Regions from separate parts of the Sus scrofa genome. Here regions 2 and 3 are each linked to region 1. Evidence: chromatin contacts called from public promoter capture Hi-C data. All regions are on one chromosome and are shown on one strand. Each heading gives the region's core, a stretch centred on a gene start, on an enhancer-like site or on the middle of the called end of the contact. The rest is flanking DNA. Distances are from core to core; before and after follow the strand shown. Region 1 holds the start of KIF22 (kinesin family member 22). Region 2 holds the start of PPP4C (serine/threonine-protein phosphatase 4 catalytic subunit). Region 3 holds the start of HIRIP3 (HIRA-interacting protein 3).

What was found. Promoter capture Hi-C pulls out the DNA fragments that hold promoters and counts their contacts.
Region 2: a contact with region 1 is called in a promoter capture Hi-C map of fetal liver, with 2.4 times the contacts expected there. The contact joins the promoter of PPP4C here to the promoter of KIF22 in region 1. A contact is called at or near these places in 2 of 5 promoter capture datasets (fetal liver and liver) and 1 of 2 datasets of contacts at active chromatin or transcription factors (alveolar macrophages).
Region 3: a contact with region 1 is called in a promoter capture Hi-C map of fetal skeletal muscle, with 5 times the contacts expected there. The contact joins the promoter of HIRIP3 here to the promoter of KIF22 in region 1. A contact is called at or near these places in 1 of 5 promoter capture datasets (fetal skeletal muscle) and 2 of 2 datasets of contacts at active chromatin or transcription factors (alveolar macrophages and skeletal muscle).

Annotation. Positions count from the first base shown.
Region 1 is chr3:18,020,232-18,025,008 of Sscrofa11.1, forward strand. It overlaps KIF22 (kinesin family member 22), which reads left to right and starts at 2,873. Exons shown (of 14, transcript NM_001243019.1): 1 at 2,873-2,965. The coding sequence starts at 2,911.
Region 2 is chr3:18,260,136-18,264,912 of Sscrofa11.1, forward strand. PPP4C (serine/threonine-protein phosphatase 4 catalytic subunit) reads left to right here and starts at 2,682. Exons shown (of 9, transcript XM_021088021.1): 1 at 2,682-2,799; 2 at 3,026-3,189. The coding sequence starts at 3,092. It overlaps ALDOA (fructose-bisphosphate aldolase A), which reads left to right. Exons shown (of 15, transcript XM_021087997.1): 15 at 1-32.
Region 3 is chr3:18,199,120-18,203,896 of Sscrofa11.1, forward strand. It overlaps HIRIP3 (HIRA-interacting protein 3), which reads right to left and starts at 2,788. Exons shown (of 8, transcript XM_021087988.1): 1 at 2,293-2,788; 2 at 2,095-2,215; 3 at 1,858-1,972; 4 at 993-1,613; 5 at 608-990; 6 at 338-506; 7 at 161-259; 8 at 1-74. The coding sequence starts at 2,357. INO80E (INO80 complex subunit E) reads left to right here and starts at 2,973. Exons shown (of 6, transcript XM_021088007.1): 1 at 2,973-3,188; 2 at 3,350-3,420; 3 at 3,617-3,669. The coding sequence starts at 3,108.

The DNA.
Region 1 (4,777 bases), core at 1,623-4,122:
GCGGCTTTCCCACCTTTACCCACAAGCGCTGGGGTCCTTGCTCAGCTCTTTGAGAACCGAGGTTCTTTCCTTAGGAAGTCACCATCTCCTCAACAGCTTCTACTCTGCCAGCCCCATCCTTAAAAAAGGCATTCGGGAGTTCCCGTCTTGGCGCAGTGGTTAACGAATCCGACTAGGAACCATGAGGTTGCGGGTTCGATCCCTGGCTTTGCTCAGTGGGTTAAGGATCCGGTATTGCCGTGAGCTGTGGTGCAGGTTGCAGACGCGGCTCGGATCATGCATTGCTGTGGCTCTGGTGTAGGCTGGTGGCTACGGCTCCGATTAGACCCCTAGCCTGGGAATCTCCATATGCCGCAGGAGCAGCCCAAGAAATAGCAAAAAGACCAAAAAAAAAAAAAAAAAAAAGGCATTCCAAGGAGGGTGGAGATTTCCATCATGGGTTGCCATGAACACAGGGGGTTGGCTGGGGCGACTGGACATATATATAAAAGAAAATTTGTTGTAAAGAATTGGCTTATGCAGCTGTGGAGCCTGGCTAGGCAAATCTGAAATCTGTATGGAAGCCCAGCAATCTGGAAACTTCTGGGCAGGAAGAGATGCTACAGTCTACAGATGAAATTTCTTCTTCCTCAGGGAAACCTCAGTTTGGCACCTCCCCCCACCAAGATTAATTTATTAGGTTATAAAAATCTATACTCTTAGTACAGTTTGACTTCTGTTTTGTTTTGGCTGGGCCCATGGCATGCATAAGTTTCTGTGCCTGGGATCGAACCAGAGCCACAGCTGTAACCAGAGCCACAGCAGTGACAACAGTGATAACCTGCTGAGCCACAAGGGAAGTCAGACTTTATTATTTTAGATTCCACCTATAAATGATACCATGCAGTATCAGTTTTGCTCTCAAGACTTGTAATTGACTAGATAAGGAATATCCAGGATAATGTCACTTATTTAAAGTCAAAGGCCTGTAGACAGTCACCAGGTCTACAAAATATCTTCACAGCAATACCTAGATCAGTTTAATGAAATACTATACTATAGTTTAGCCCAAGAGACACATGAACTACCTGTTGCACCTGATTAAACCTAAGAGGGCTGAGGTGGGGATTCTGGATAATGACAGGGAGTAAAGGAGTTTGCTGACCAGTCAGGTAAATGGATTACTGAGTAATAGTGGGAACCTCACTGTCAAAGGTCAGAATGAGTTGACAGTGTACTGCACAGGGACTTAGGAAACTGAAGTTCTAGCTCTGCTCAGGTATATGACCTCAGCCAAATCTCTTAACCTCTTTAGATTTCAATTATCCCACCCCCCCCTTTTTTTTTTTGCCTTTGCCGCTCCCACGGCATATGGAGGTTCCCAGGCTAGGGGTCGAATCGGCACTCTAGCCGCCAGCCTACGCCAGAGCCACAGCAACATGGGATCCGAGCTGAGTCTGCAACCTACACCACAGCTCACGGCAACGCTGGATCCTTAACCCACTGAGCAAGGCCAGGGACCGAACCGGCAACCTCATGGTTCCTAGTTGGATTCGCTAACCACTGCGCCACAAGAACTCCTCAATTACCCCTTTGTAAAATAAGCTTAATTTGGTCAAATGCTCTCTAAAGCCTGTCACACCTAGAAATCTGAATTCTGGACTTCCTTTGTGCCACAGTGGGTTAAGGATCCCACATTGTTACTGCTGTGACCAGAGCAATGCATTAATAAATATTTTCAACTTGTATTTATTTCTAACACAGTAAATGTGGATTGATAAAAATCAGAAGATATTTGGGGTCTCAATTTTTAAGAATGTAAAGGGATTTCAAGGCCCTCCCCAAAATATTAGAACCAGTGGTCCAATATTTGTTTTGTTTAGTTTATTATAGTTTGACATAATGTCTAAACCAGGGCCTTACCAGGAGCTCAAAGATGGGATGGTCACGCCTGGTTAAGCTCCAGAAGGGATAGGGAACTATTTTACAGATGACTGAACTCGTAGGACATGGGCGAAGTTGACTAACAGATTGAGCATGACTTTCACGCCCACTCCGCCGCCTAGAGCTCTGTTACAAAGGAAGGGACATCCCAGCTGGGATCCTCAGCTCAGGCATGTGACATAAAGGGACACACATGTCACCTGGCCTCTGCACCTCATATAGTGGCTTTGGAATCAGCAGGACCTAACTGTCCACAACCCAGCCAGCAGGGTCCTGATCTAAATAAGTGACCAGACGTTAAAGCACCGTTGACTGGCCCCCCGAGGTCAAGTCCGGAAAGCCACAAAAGGATCCCCTCCCACCAAGCTCGAGAATCAAATTCTGAGGCAAGAAAGTGTAAAACTGAAGATCACTACCAGTCGTTTAGAATAATCCCATGCCCATGCATCTTTCTTATCCCTATAGTGTGCCATATTCTGCCACGAAAACAGCGAAAACTGTATTTAGTTCAGAGAAATTTTCGGATAAATCGATTAACTATCTCGGAACACCGTCTGCTTGATTTCGTACCAAAAGTCGCAGTTTGAGAGGGGAAAAAAACAAAAAACAAAAAACAAAAAAACCGAGGCGAAATGTCTACACCTAAGATAAATCTACGCCTCGAAACCCAGAAGGTAAAAAGAGCCGGGGGCTGGCGACGCTCACCAGCACCCCCGACGGCCACTGTCGCAAACGCCTCCGGCGGCAGCGGAGTTTGCGCGGGAGGGCCTGCCCGACGTCAACGGCCGGGGAGCGGATGCGCGCGCATGCGTTCTCGGCCCAGGGAAACTTTCTTGCAGAACCCGGAGGCGAGCCCTAGAGGGCGGGATAGCGGCGAGGCACTAGAAGGGGCTTCCGGCGGCAAGTAGCCGTGATTGGTGGAGCCCAGGAGAGGGGGCGGGGCAGTGAGAAATTCGAACAGAGAGGCGGGCCCAAGGAGGGAGTGGAATGGACGCGGGGCTCCCGGCGCGGAGGCGACGCGAGATGGCGGCGGCGACCTCGGGTACTCGAGCCTGGGCAGGGCGGGGTGCCAGAGTCTGGAGCTTTGTGGGGCGACGCGTCCCAGTCGGGTCCGGGCCCCGCGAGTAGTCCGGGAGACGCCGGAATGGCGCGGCAGCGGGGAGGGGAAAGTGGGAGTGTGGAAGTCTCAGGCTGGTGCCTTCTCACTGTTTCCTGCTCTCGGCGCGGATCAATAGACCGGGGTTGAGACCCAGTTCCGGTGCACTTTTGAGCCTAGCGCCTTTTTCCTCAGGGAGCTTTAGTTTTGTCTGTGAAGTGGGGACAGTGACCCATCTGAGAAGATTACATGAGTAAGCGAGCGAAAAATAGCTACTACTCCAACTGTAAGGACAAAAGAAAGGGAGCTGGATGCGTCTTTGGGGAAAGAGCCCGTGTGTGACATGTTGTTTGGGTGCGGGGAGATCCCTCAGAGAGGCAAGAGTTTCAGACAGGCTGCAGCTGGGTGTGAATTGTTGGCATAAGATGTGCTGAGATCACCGAAAAGGGAAAGAAGGGGTTGTTTCCTTTCCCTCCAGCCGTGGAAGTCAGTACTCTTTTTAGGGTTGGGAAGGCTTTTAGGACATTCAGAATCTTGCTCTCTGCTCTCTTCTTGTAGACTGAATTCTGGTTAGTGATTATAGCGGGTACCACGGATATTTGAGTCTCTTACTGTTTGTCAGGCCCCGTGGAGAAACAAACCTATTTAGTAGAATGTCAAACACATGTTGCAGCCTTGCTTGGTGCCAGGCACAGCTGGAAACACTTTATGCTGATGAATTATTTAATCTCCTCAATGCGGTGAGGTGGGTCTGTTACTGCCTTGTGTTTTTGGTTTTTTTTTTACTTTTTTTTTATTACTCAAATGAATTTATCACATCTGTAGTTGTATAATGATCATAACAATCTGATTTCACAGGATTTCCATCCCACAGCCCAAGCACATCCCCCCACCCCCCAAACTGTCTCCTCCAGAGACCATACGTTTTTCAATGTCTGTGCGTCAGCATCTGTTCTGCAAAGAAGTTCAGTCTGTCCTTTTTTCAGATTCCACATGTCAGTGAAAGCATTTGATGTTGGTGTCTCATTGTATGGCTGACTTCACTTAGCATGATAGTTTCTAGGTCCATCTATGTTGCTAAAAATGCCGGTATTTCATTCTTTTTAATGGCTGAGTCATATTCCATTGTGTATATGTACCACATCTTGATCCACTCCTCTGTCGATGGACATTTAGGTTGTTTCCATGTCTTGGCTATTGTAAATGGTGCTGCAATGAACATCGGAGTCCATGTGTCTTTGGGAGTCGTGGTTTTCTCTGGATAGATGCCCAGGAGTGAGATTGCTGGATCAAATGGTAGTTCCATGTTTAGTTTTCTGAGGAATCTCCATACTGCTTTCCACCGTGGTTGCACCAATTTACAATCCCACCAACAGTGTACTAGGGTTCCTTTTTCTCCACACCCTCTCCAGCACTTATTGTTTGTAGACGTTTTGAGGATGGCCATTCTGGCTGGTGTAAGGTGGTACCTCAGAGTGGTTTTGATTTGCATTTCTCTAATAATGAGTGATGTTGAACATCTTTGCATGTGTTTCTCGGCCATCTGTATGTCTTCTCTGAAGAACTGTCTGTTTAGATCTTCTGCCCATTTTTGGATGGGGTTGTTTGTTTTTTGGTATGGAGCTGCAGAAGTTGTTTGTAAATTTTGGAGATCAATTCCTTGTCAGTTGATTCACTTGCAAAGATTTTCTCCCATTCTGTGGGTTGTCTTTTCATTTTGTTTAGGGTTTCCTTTGCTGTGCAGAAACTTTTAAGTTT
Region 2 (4,777 bases), core at 1,432-3,931, 240 kb after region 1:
CCTACTGCCAATAAACAGCCATTGAAGGGGGAGTGTGGTGACCTTGTCTGTGGTGTTTGGGGCAGGGGAGGGCTGGCAGAGGTGGCAGAAGACACAGCCCTTGCTTTATGTTCCTCTGGCTGGGGCAGAAAACCAGGAGATGGGATAGCATATACTCTGTTCAATACCTGCCCAGGGCTTCAAGAGAAGAGCTTGGGAATTTTCTTCCCACCACCAAGTGCTCTGCTTCTTCCACCGGCAGCCCCTGATACAAGGCTTCCAGGTGGGGAGTGCACGTGTAACTGCTGGTCTTAGGAGGCTGCAGCTTTAGCCTCAGTTTTAGGCCCAGAACCCACAGGTACAGAGAAGGGGGGCCCTGTGACCAAAAAAACAGCCACTGACAAAAACTAAGATTTCCTGAATCTGCAAGGCAGGCTTAACATAAGCATCCAATAGGAGTAGGTGCTGTCACTCCCAATTCGTCCTTAAGGTGATCGCGCCAGAGATCCTAACTGTCTCTTGGTGAAAACGAGGTTATGAATGCATTTCTCCTTAATCTACCTCACTGCTGACCTGTGAGTCTTCCCATCTTAATAGGAGATGGGATTAGAACTGGCTTCTTAGACTCTGGGCTGTGGAATCCCTTGAAGAATCTGGAATTGGGAGTCTCCCGGTGGCTCAGCGGATTAAGGACCCAGCGTTGTCACTGCTGTGGTGTGGGTTCAGTCCCTGGCTGGGAGGTTCCGCCTGCCACAGATGAGGCCAAAAACCAAAAAAACAAAACCCTGGAATCTTTCCACACACCCTCCTCAACAATGCACATCCACACTCGAGCTGATTCCCAGTTGAGAACTGAACCTCTGTGGCTCCTGCATTCCATGAAGTCAGAATGAGGGCCCTGTGCCATGAGTTGAACCCTTCCCATTTCCCCAGGCTGGGGGAATATTAAAGATCCTTGTCATAACCAGGGGCCTACCTAGTCCTGCCACCTCCCAAATCTCCTAAAATGGACCCTTTCCTGCTGAGATCCGCTGGAGAGAGAGGAAAAACAACATGATTTCTGTACCTACTGAATCCCTATAGTCATCTGCATAGAAACCTGGAAACTTCTAGGAGTTTAAGAACTTGGTTTTTCCTTCTCTCTGTACATTCCCATTTGTTGCCTACATCCAGAACCAAATTTTTACCTAGTGCCTCTCCAAACTATGGTCTCACTTCTGCACCTAGCCTCACTCAATTCCGTGAAACAAAGTCTGAAGCAAACAGAAATAGAGGCTCTAGGAGTTCCATTATGGCACAGTGGTTAAAGAATCCGACTGGGAACCATGGGGTTGTGGGTTCCATCCCTGGCCTTGCTCAGTGGGTTGAGGATCCGGCGTTGCCATGAGCTGTGGTGTAGGTCGCAGACGCAGCTCCGATCCTGCATTGCTGTGGTTCTGGCGTGGCCGGTGGCTACAGCTCCAGTTAGACGCCTAGCCTGGGAATCTCCATATGCCACAGGAGCGGCCCTAAAAAAGGCAAAAAGACTAGGAAAAAAAAGAAAAGAAAAAGAGAGGGCCCATAGAAGACAATAAAAGACATTCCAAAAGGGCTCTGACACCAAGAGGTTTGTTTCAAGACAAATCGCTTCCTCTGCCTGCAGCAAGAGACTAAAGAAGCAGAGGACTTTAAATGTCAGTTTGGAGTGTTTTATAAAGTTTATAATGACAAAGTGAGCATCAGAAAGTGTGACAGAAGAGACCAGACCTTGAGGACACAGCTTTCCTAGGTTAAAACATCAACCTTGACCCAAGCCCAGAATTATTAGCTATGTAACTGTGGAAGTTAATCTCTTTTAGCCAGTTTCCTTTTTTTGTTGTTGTTTTTTTGAGGGCTGCACCCACAGCATATGGAAGTTCCTAGGCTAGGGACTGAATCTGCCTGCCACAGCCACAGCCACACAAGATCTGAGCTGCGTCTGCAATCTAGCAACCTGCATCACAGCTCACAGCAAGAGAGATCCTTAACCCACTGAGCGAGGCCAGGGATGGAACCCTTCACCTCATGCATACTAGTCGGGTTCCGTACCCCTGAGCCACAACCGGAACACCAGTTTCCTCCTTCTTTTTAAAGGAATAAAACTGCAGACAAGAGCAGGGGTGAGGGGTGTCAAAGAGACCTTTCTGGAACCAGGGAAGTCAGGTTGACTGAGGTATAAGCTTGTTGTGGGGAAGGTGGACTCCTTTCTGACTCTAACTTCAGAGGTCCTCCATCGGAGAGATGTCTCTTGGGCCTTGGAAAGAGATTTGGACTGGGAGTCTTTCGCCCATCCAACAAAGAGTTCTGTATGCCAACTGTGCCAGGCCATGTTCTAAGTGAGAACTGGGGCTGCAAGTGTGAACAGGACAAAATTCCATCTCTCAGGGACTGTAATGGGGGAGGCCGACTAAAACAGGTAAACAGAAACGTGTACGCTGAAGTTACAACGCGGAACGCCGACTCAGTTCCAGTTTCCTTCACTGACACGGTAATGTGGAGCGGATGTGGAGTCCGTCACCGCCCTCACAGCGCCAATCCGCTCAGCCCACAATCACTTCCGCTCGCACATTGCAGACATCCGGTTCTTCCGGCTCATTTGCATTCCTAGGCTTGAGGGGGTGGGGTAAGGGCGCGGCTTGGGAGGGGGGCGTGTGTATGACGCCACATCCGGCGCGCGGCGGAACTGGTGTTCCTCTGCTTCCGCGGCGGGGCCGGAAGTAGAAGCGGAGGTGGCGGCGGCCCAAAGCGGAGGGAAAGAGGAAGACAGGGAGCACGAAAACCGGAGCCGGAGTCGCTGCGTCGGTAATAGTCGGAGACCCTTCTAGGCCACCGTCCCTGGCGCGGGACCTCAGGGTTCGACGGGAGTTAGCGGAGGGCGGCCCGGGCTGTGGGACGCTGGGGGCCCCGGGGCCTATGTGAGGGGAGGCGGGAGTTGGGGGGGCCGGGCCAGCTCCAGAACCGAGTTGCCCCCCCCGACCCGGCGCCCCTTAAGGACACTGATCCGCGGCTTCTCCTTGGCCTTTCCCAGGAGACCCCTGTGCGGTGCGGAGGGGGCTACGGCCCCGGCTCTGACCCGCTCCGGGGCGGGTGGGCCATGGCGGAGATCAGCGATCTGGACCGGCAGATCGAGCAGCTGCGGCGCTGCGAGCTCATCAAGGAGAGCGAAGTCAAGGCCCTGTGCGCAAAGGCCAGGTGAGCCCGGGAAGAGAGGCTTCAGCCACTGATCAGAGGCCGGAAGCTTGGGGCAAATCCAGCTGAGAACTTTGGGCCTGGCTCATCCTGGAAGCTTTCCCAGAGAGGAGCGAATAGGGCCACTTCCCTCGAGGAGCAGCCGGGCCTGTTGGGGGAAGACAGACCTGGATTCAAATATCTGAAGTATTAGATGATGTGTTTTCAGTGGAGTTGGAATTACAGAAAGTACTTAGGAAGCTTAGGGAAACAACCTTGTCTGTCTGGGGGGGAACAGAGAACGTTTCTTGGAGGAACTGAACTTTGGGTTAGGCCTTGAAGAATAAGATGATAAAAGGGAATGTCAGCAAGAAGATTTGGTTTACAGTATTCTTTTTTTTTTTTTGGCTTTTTAGGGCCGCACCTGTGGCACTTAGAGGTTCCCAGGCTAGGGGCTGAATCAGAGCTTCAGCTGCTGGCCTACGCCACCAGCCACAGCAATAGCAATGAGGGATCCTTAACCCACTGAGTGAGTCCAGGGATCAAACCCACAACATCTTGGCTCCTAGTCGAATTTGTTTCCGCTGTGCCACAACGGGAACTCCTACAGTATTGTTTTAATCCCAGTAACAACCCAAAAAGGTGTGTGGAATTGTCTTCATCTCACAGGTGAGGATGCTTACATTCAGGAGTAAGGGGTAAAGCCTGAAGCGAGTTCTCCATGTCCTGTCCATTTTCAGGCCATCATGCAAGAAAGTGGAGTTGGATCACACTCATACTCCTTGTGGGAGCCTATGAAATAGAAGCAGATAAGCCAGAGTAGAATTAAGCAAGATCTGAAGGGAAGCCTAGCTTAGAGTTCTGTGGGAAGTAGGATGATGTAGTGGTTAAGAGCCAGGCTTTGGAATGTGGCTCTAGGTTGGAATCAGCTCTGCCACTTCCTAGCTGTGTTGGTGATCTTGAGGTCTGTGAGACTCGGGTTCTTCCTATTTAAAGTGGGGATTCTAGAACTTAATGAGGTGGCTGTGAAGAGTAAGGGATGCGCTTAGCATAGGCTTTGGTAAACTGTAAGTGCTCGATGTTTGTTGGGTGTTACTGTTCTTCCTTTGTAGGAAGAGGGCAGTGCTGATGTGGACTGAAGTCCTTAGTGAAGGCTTGAAAGAGAAGTTGGCCTGGAAAGATGGATAATTTGGGCAGCTGAGTGGGCAGGCCTAGTAGGAAGGGCATTCCAAGCAGGCTGAGAATAGGAGTGGAAGGTGTTCCCTGGGGGCTCAGCGGGATCCAGCATTGTCACTGCTGCAGCTCAGGTTACAGCTGTGGCACTGGTTCAATCCCTGACCCAGAAACTTCTACCTGCCAAAGGCATGGCCAAAAAAAAAAAAAAAAAAAAAAGTGGAGCTCTGGGTTGTGTGGGCAGTGGTGACAAGACGACAAGACCCATTACCTGCCTCCTGAGGAACTATTTGTGGTTTCCACCACGCTGGAGAATTGCAGAAACAGAGCCAGCAGAATTACCCCCACATTTGTGACCAATAGGCCACTGTTAGCACCTGAAAGAACTTTATATCCACTTCCTTCCCACAGCAATGCTGTGAGGTTGGAAATATTTGCC
Region 3 (4,777 bases), core at 1,538-4,037, 180 kb after region 1:
GGTCCTGCGGTACAGCTCCCCCGGCGGGGCTGCGTCTCCCGAAGGGTTCCAGGCTGTGCGTCTGCGTGGCCGGCCTAGAGGGGAGGAGAAGGTGGGAGATGAGTTGTCTGAGAAAGTCTGCACCTCATCTGCTCCTGGGGAGTGAGAGGAAGCCCCTCACCTGACCCACTGATGATGTTGGTAACGTCCAAGGAGGCCACCTCAGCTGCCTCTTCCCGCTGCTCCTTCAGGGCCCGACACTTCTCTAAGGAAGGGTTACCTGGGGCGGAAGAAGCTTGTGAGTCTCTCCTTGGCAGTCAAGGTCCTCCTGCAGCCCCCGGGGTGCGCCCAGCCTCACCCTTCATGCCTAGGGCTTCCAGCTCTGCCCGGAGAACACTCAGGCGTTCCTTGTGGGAGCGGCAGGAACCCAGCAGCTTCTTGTAGTTTCGATGGGCACCGCAGGCCCGGATGTAGCGCTTTAGCCTCATCACAGCTGGGTGGTCCTCACCAGGACGACCTGAGCCAGCCTGGCCAGGAAAGACAGCAGCTGAAGGCCACGCCTTCTGGGCTTGCGTCAAGAGCTCCCTCATCCCTAATGGCAGCCTCCCACCCCACCTTCAACCCTCACCTTCCCGCCTTTGGGTTCCGGACTGCCGTCGGTGGAAGAGGAAGAGGAGCTGCGTGTCCTGCCTTTCTTGGAGCTCTTCTTGGAAGAGCGGTTCTTCCTCTCCCTCTTGGGGCTCCCCTCTGCCTCGATGTCACTCACCTCCTTCTCTGAGTCACTTGCCTCACCATTGATACTGCCCACCGTGGCTGTCTTACCAGTAGTTGGTGTCACCTTTCTCCAGCTGTCGTCCTCCTCCTCCGCCTCACTGCTGCCACTCTGCCTTTCCCCACCCTTCTGCTCGGTCCTGTCCCTGCTCTGCGCTAGGGGCTTTTCATCTTCATCACTGGTATCCCCACTGCCTGTGGCTGCTTTTTCCTTCTGTTCCTGGTCTCCCAGCAGTCTTCTGCCCTGCTTTTCTGCTTACAGCTTTGCTCCTCCCGAGCTGACCTTTTCCCTCCGTTGCTCTGGGCTCTGAGTTTCCACTCCTCTCTGTTCTCTTTCTGCTTGGCTAGGGTCTCCTCCTCACTCTGCTTTTCACTTTCCTGGTGGCTTCTAGCTCCTTCCTTTCCTCCCACCTTCTTTCCTATCCTCTCGGCAGGTTCATCCTCACTGTCCTCACTCGCCTCCCTGGCCAGCTTCCGGCTGGCTGAGGCCCTGCCTGAGGCCTGCTTGTTCTTTGCCCCGGGCTTCTTCCTAGTCCTGCCCTTGGGTGCCTTTTCGTCTTCCTCATCTTTGTTCTCTTTCTCTTCCTTTCCCTCCTCCTCTCCCTCACTGCTCTCTCCTTTCCAGATCTTCCTCCTCCTGGCAGAGCCCTCTTCCTCCTCCTCACTGCTCTCCTTCACCACCTCGTTTGCTAATCTGATCGTTGCAGTCAGGTCTCTCTGCTGTTCTTCCTCATCACTGCTCTCCTCAACTGCATTCTTCGAGGCACGCTTTGGCCTTTCATCCTCAGCGGGACTGACTTCTGCCGTCTCATTCTTTGCTGGGGGGCTGAAGCAGTCTGGGCTGGAGGCTGCAGAGCTGGGCTCTGGAATGTGGAGAGAAGAGAAGGTTGGGAGAGGTTTCTCCTGTCACTTTCTTCCTCCACTTGGGATAAACTGCCTCTAATCCTGCTCTGACAGACGGAAGGGCAGTAGGAGACAGCGCTCAGTCTACCCTTTTCCTAGTGCCTGACGCACCCATCCAGCGCCCTCATCTAAGGCCTTGGGGCATAGCTCACGCGCAACAAGTAAATACGTTTTGAATGGACCACCTATGTAGAAAGCACTAACCTGACTCTGAATTGAAACGGAACCTTTTCCTCTCTCGGTCATGGCAGAGGGTGGGAGACCTCTTCGCCTTCTTGGCAAGGTCGAGCCTCTCTTCCTTGGCACCCGTTTCATCCACCTGTGTGGAGCATCAAGAGGGCAAAACATGAACCAAGGTTGTTTTCGGCCCCGCCCCCCTCAGGCTCCTCCGCCGCCGCCTCCACAACCCCCGCCTCTGGTGACCCCGGCTGGCGCCCTCACCTGCATCTTCAGCAGCTCCTCCTCCACTAGCCTCTTCAGCGCCTGCTTCTCCTCAGGTTCCAGGTGGTCGCGGCCGGCGTGAGCCAAGAACCTCTGCCGCACGATGGAGTGCGTAAGCGTGCTGCAGAAACACGTGTCAGGACAGAGTCCCCGTCCCGCCCCTGCCCTTTCCAACCCCAACGCCAACCTCCGGTGCACCTGAGGTCCGGGCGGCCTCGGAAGAAGCTACGGGTGAACTCCTGCATCTCATTCTCCCGCGCCATTTTGCTCCACCCAGAATACTGGTGGCTCCCGCCTTTTTTCTTCCCGGCCTCCGTCCACGCGTTTGACAGGAGCTTGCGCACGCGCAGAGTCGTAGAGCCGTGAGGCTAGCGACCGTTGAAGGTCCGTTGCGGGCCGCTTAGACCGAGAACTTTACCAGACAAAACTTGCTCTCCCCGGGCAGTGTGTGTGTTTGGGGGGGGGGTGTCTCGCAGCTCCTTCCTCTTTTTTTTTTTTTTTTTTTTAAGAACGAAGCGCTTCGAAAGTTTTCCTTAGAAACCGATTCGCAGCCCGCAACCTTTGGGTAACGCAATCAACCTGCGACGCTGCCTCCGTTCGTGATCACGGGCAGCAGTTAGGCCTCTGTGATTTTCGAAAGACAGAAAGAAAAGGGCGTCCCCACCTAGAGACTAGGAATTCCAGGGAGAAATTCGTCTTGTGGCTTCAAATCGCTAAGCACATTCCAAGTCAGTAAGGAAGCCCTTCGGCAGCCGACATCTCTGTGACGTCTTCACGTCGCGGCGGCGCCATCTTCCGCGTATCCCCTGGAAACAACGCTCCTTTCACGGTGGTCCCTCGGAGCCACCCCCTGTGGTCAAGATCTCTGGGCGCGGTGGACTCTGGGAGTTGTAGTCCCAGCGAACACAGCCTAGCCGAGTCTCCGGAAGTGGAAGCGGAAGAGGCCGGGCCGAGGCGGCTTTCGGGTAGCGGGACCCCGGACTAGGTTTGGGGCGCCACTCCCGGACCCAGTCATGAACGGGCCGGCGGATGGCGAAGTGGACTACAAGAAGAAATACCGGAACCTGAAGCGGAAGCTCAAATTCCTCATCTACGTGAGTGCTGGGTGGAGTGGGAAGGTGGAGGGGGGTGAGGCCTGGCGCTGGTAGGACGTCCGTTTAGTTCTGTGTAAAGGGAGCAGGGTACTCTGTGGCCGGCTTCCGAGCCCCATTTACGGATGGCAGGTGGCTCAGCATCCACCTTGCCCTTGATACAGGAACACGAGTGCTTCCAGGAGGAACTGAGGAAGGCACAGAGAAAATTGTTGAAGGTGTCCCGGGACAAGAGGTGAGACAGGCTCCGAGGGGAGGAGGGAGACCAGAGTAGATCTACATTCGGCCCCCACCCTGGAATGGGCCACAAATGCATGATGCCTGCCTGGGGACTGTTGTGAGGACGGGGCCAGTTCGAAGGGACGGGGGCTCAAGAGAACGTTGCAGAGATGGGAATAAACACTCATTGTTCCCCCCGCCTCTTTCCTCAGTTTCCTCCTAGACCGACTTCTGCAGTACGAGAACGTGGATGAAGACTCTTCTGGTGAGCAGGGTCATGGAAAATTGGTGGAGGACATGCTCCTGGCGCTCCAGCCAGCTCACTGGGCCCTCCTTTTAGACTGGAGGCCAGTACACCTCTGGTGGTTCCTAAGCCTGGTTGCTTGCCCTCCACCTCCCCTGTTTGTTAACTCAAGTATTACTGGATATCTACTTCGTTTCAGGCACTGTGCTCTGCACAGGGAATGCAGTGGTGACTGAGATGCACAAAGCTTCTGGGAATTTGTATTGTAATTAGGTGTAATAAGAGAGCAAAGAAATAAACTAGAGTTTTAGATTCGAAAGGCATAAAATCAGGGTGATATGGTAGTGATTGGAATAAAGCAGGGGTTGATAAACGTTCTCTGTAAAGAGCTAAGTAGGCATTCCTGCTGTGGCACAGTGGGTTAAAGATCCGGCCGCGTCACTGCAGCAGTTAAAGCAGTGGTGTAGGTCGAAGGTGCAGCTTGGATTTGATCCCTGGCCTGAGATCCTCAGGTGTGGCCTCCATATGCTTCAGGTGCGGCGAAAAAGGGGAAAGAGAGCGGGAAAAGAGCCAAGTAGACTTTGCAGAACATATACCTTTTGTTTCAGCGTCTCAGCTGAATAAAAGCTGCAGTTGCCGGCCTACACCACAGCTCACGGCAACGCCAGATACTTAACCCACTGAGTGAGGCCAGGGATGGAACCTGTGTCCTCATGGATGCTAATCAGGTTCATTTCCACTGAGCCACAATGGAACTCCTGGTTTTGTTTTAAGAACATTATTTATGGGAGTTCCTCTCAGGTCCTCCGTGGCTGTGGCTGTGACTCTGGTGTAGGCTGGCAGCTGCAGCTCCAATTCGACCCCTAGCCAGGGAACCTCCATATGCTGCAGGTTCAGCCTTAAAAAGACAAAACAGCATTATTTATGAATACTGAACTTTGAATTTCATAACGTTCACACACATCATGAAATATTTTTCCTTGGATTTTTTTTCCTCAACCATTTGAAAAACTGAAAAGCCATTCTTAGCATACATACCACGCACAAGCACATGGCAGGCTGCAAATCAATAAAGGGTTTAAGAAAGACTCTTTTTAGCGAGGATTGTTTGACCTGGGACCTAGGTGAG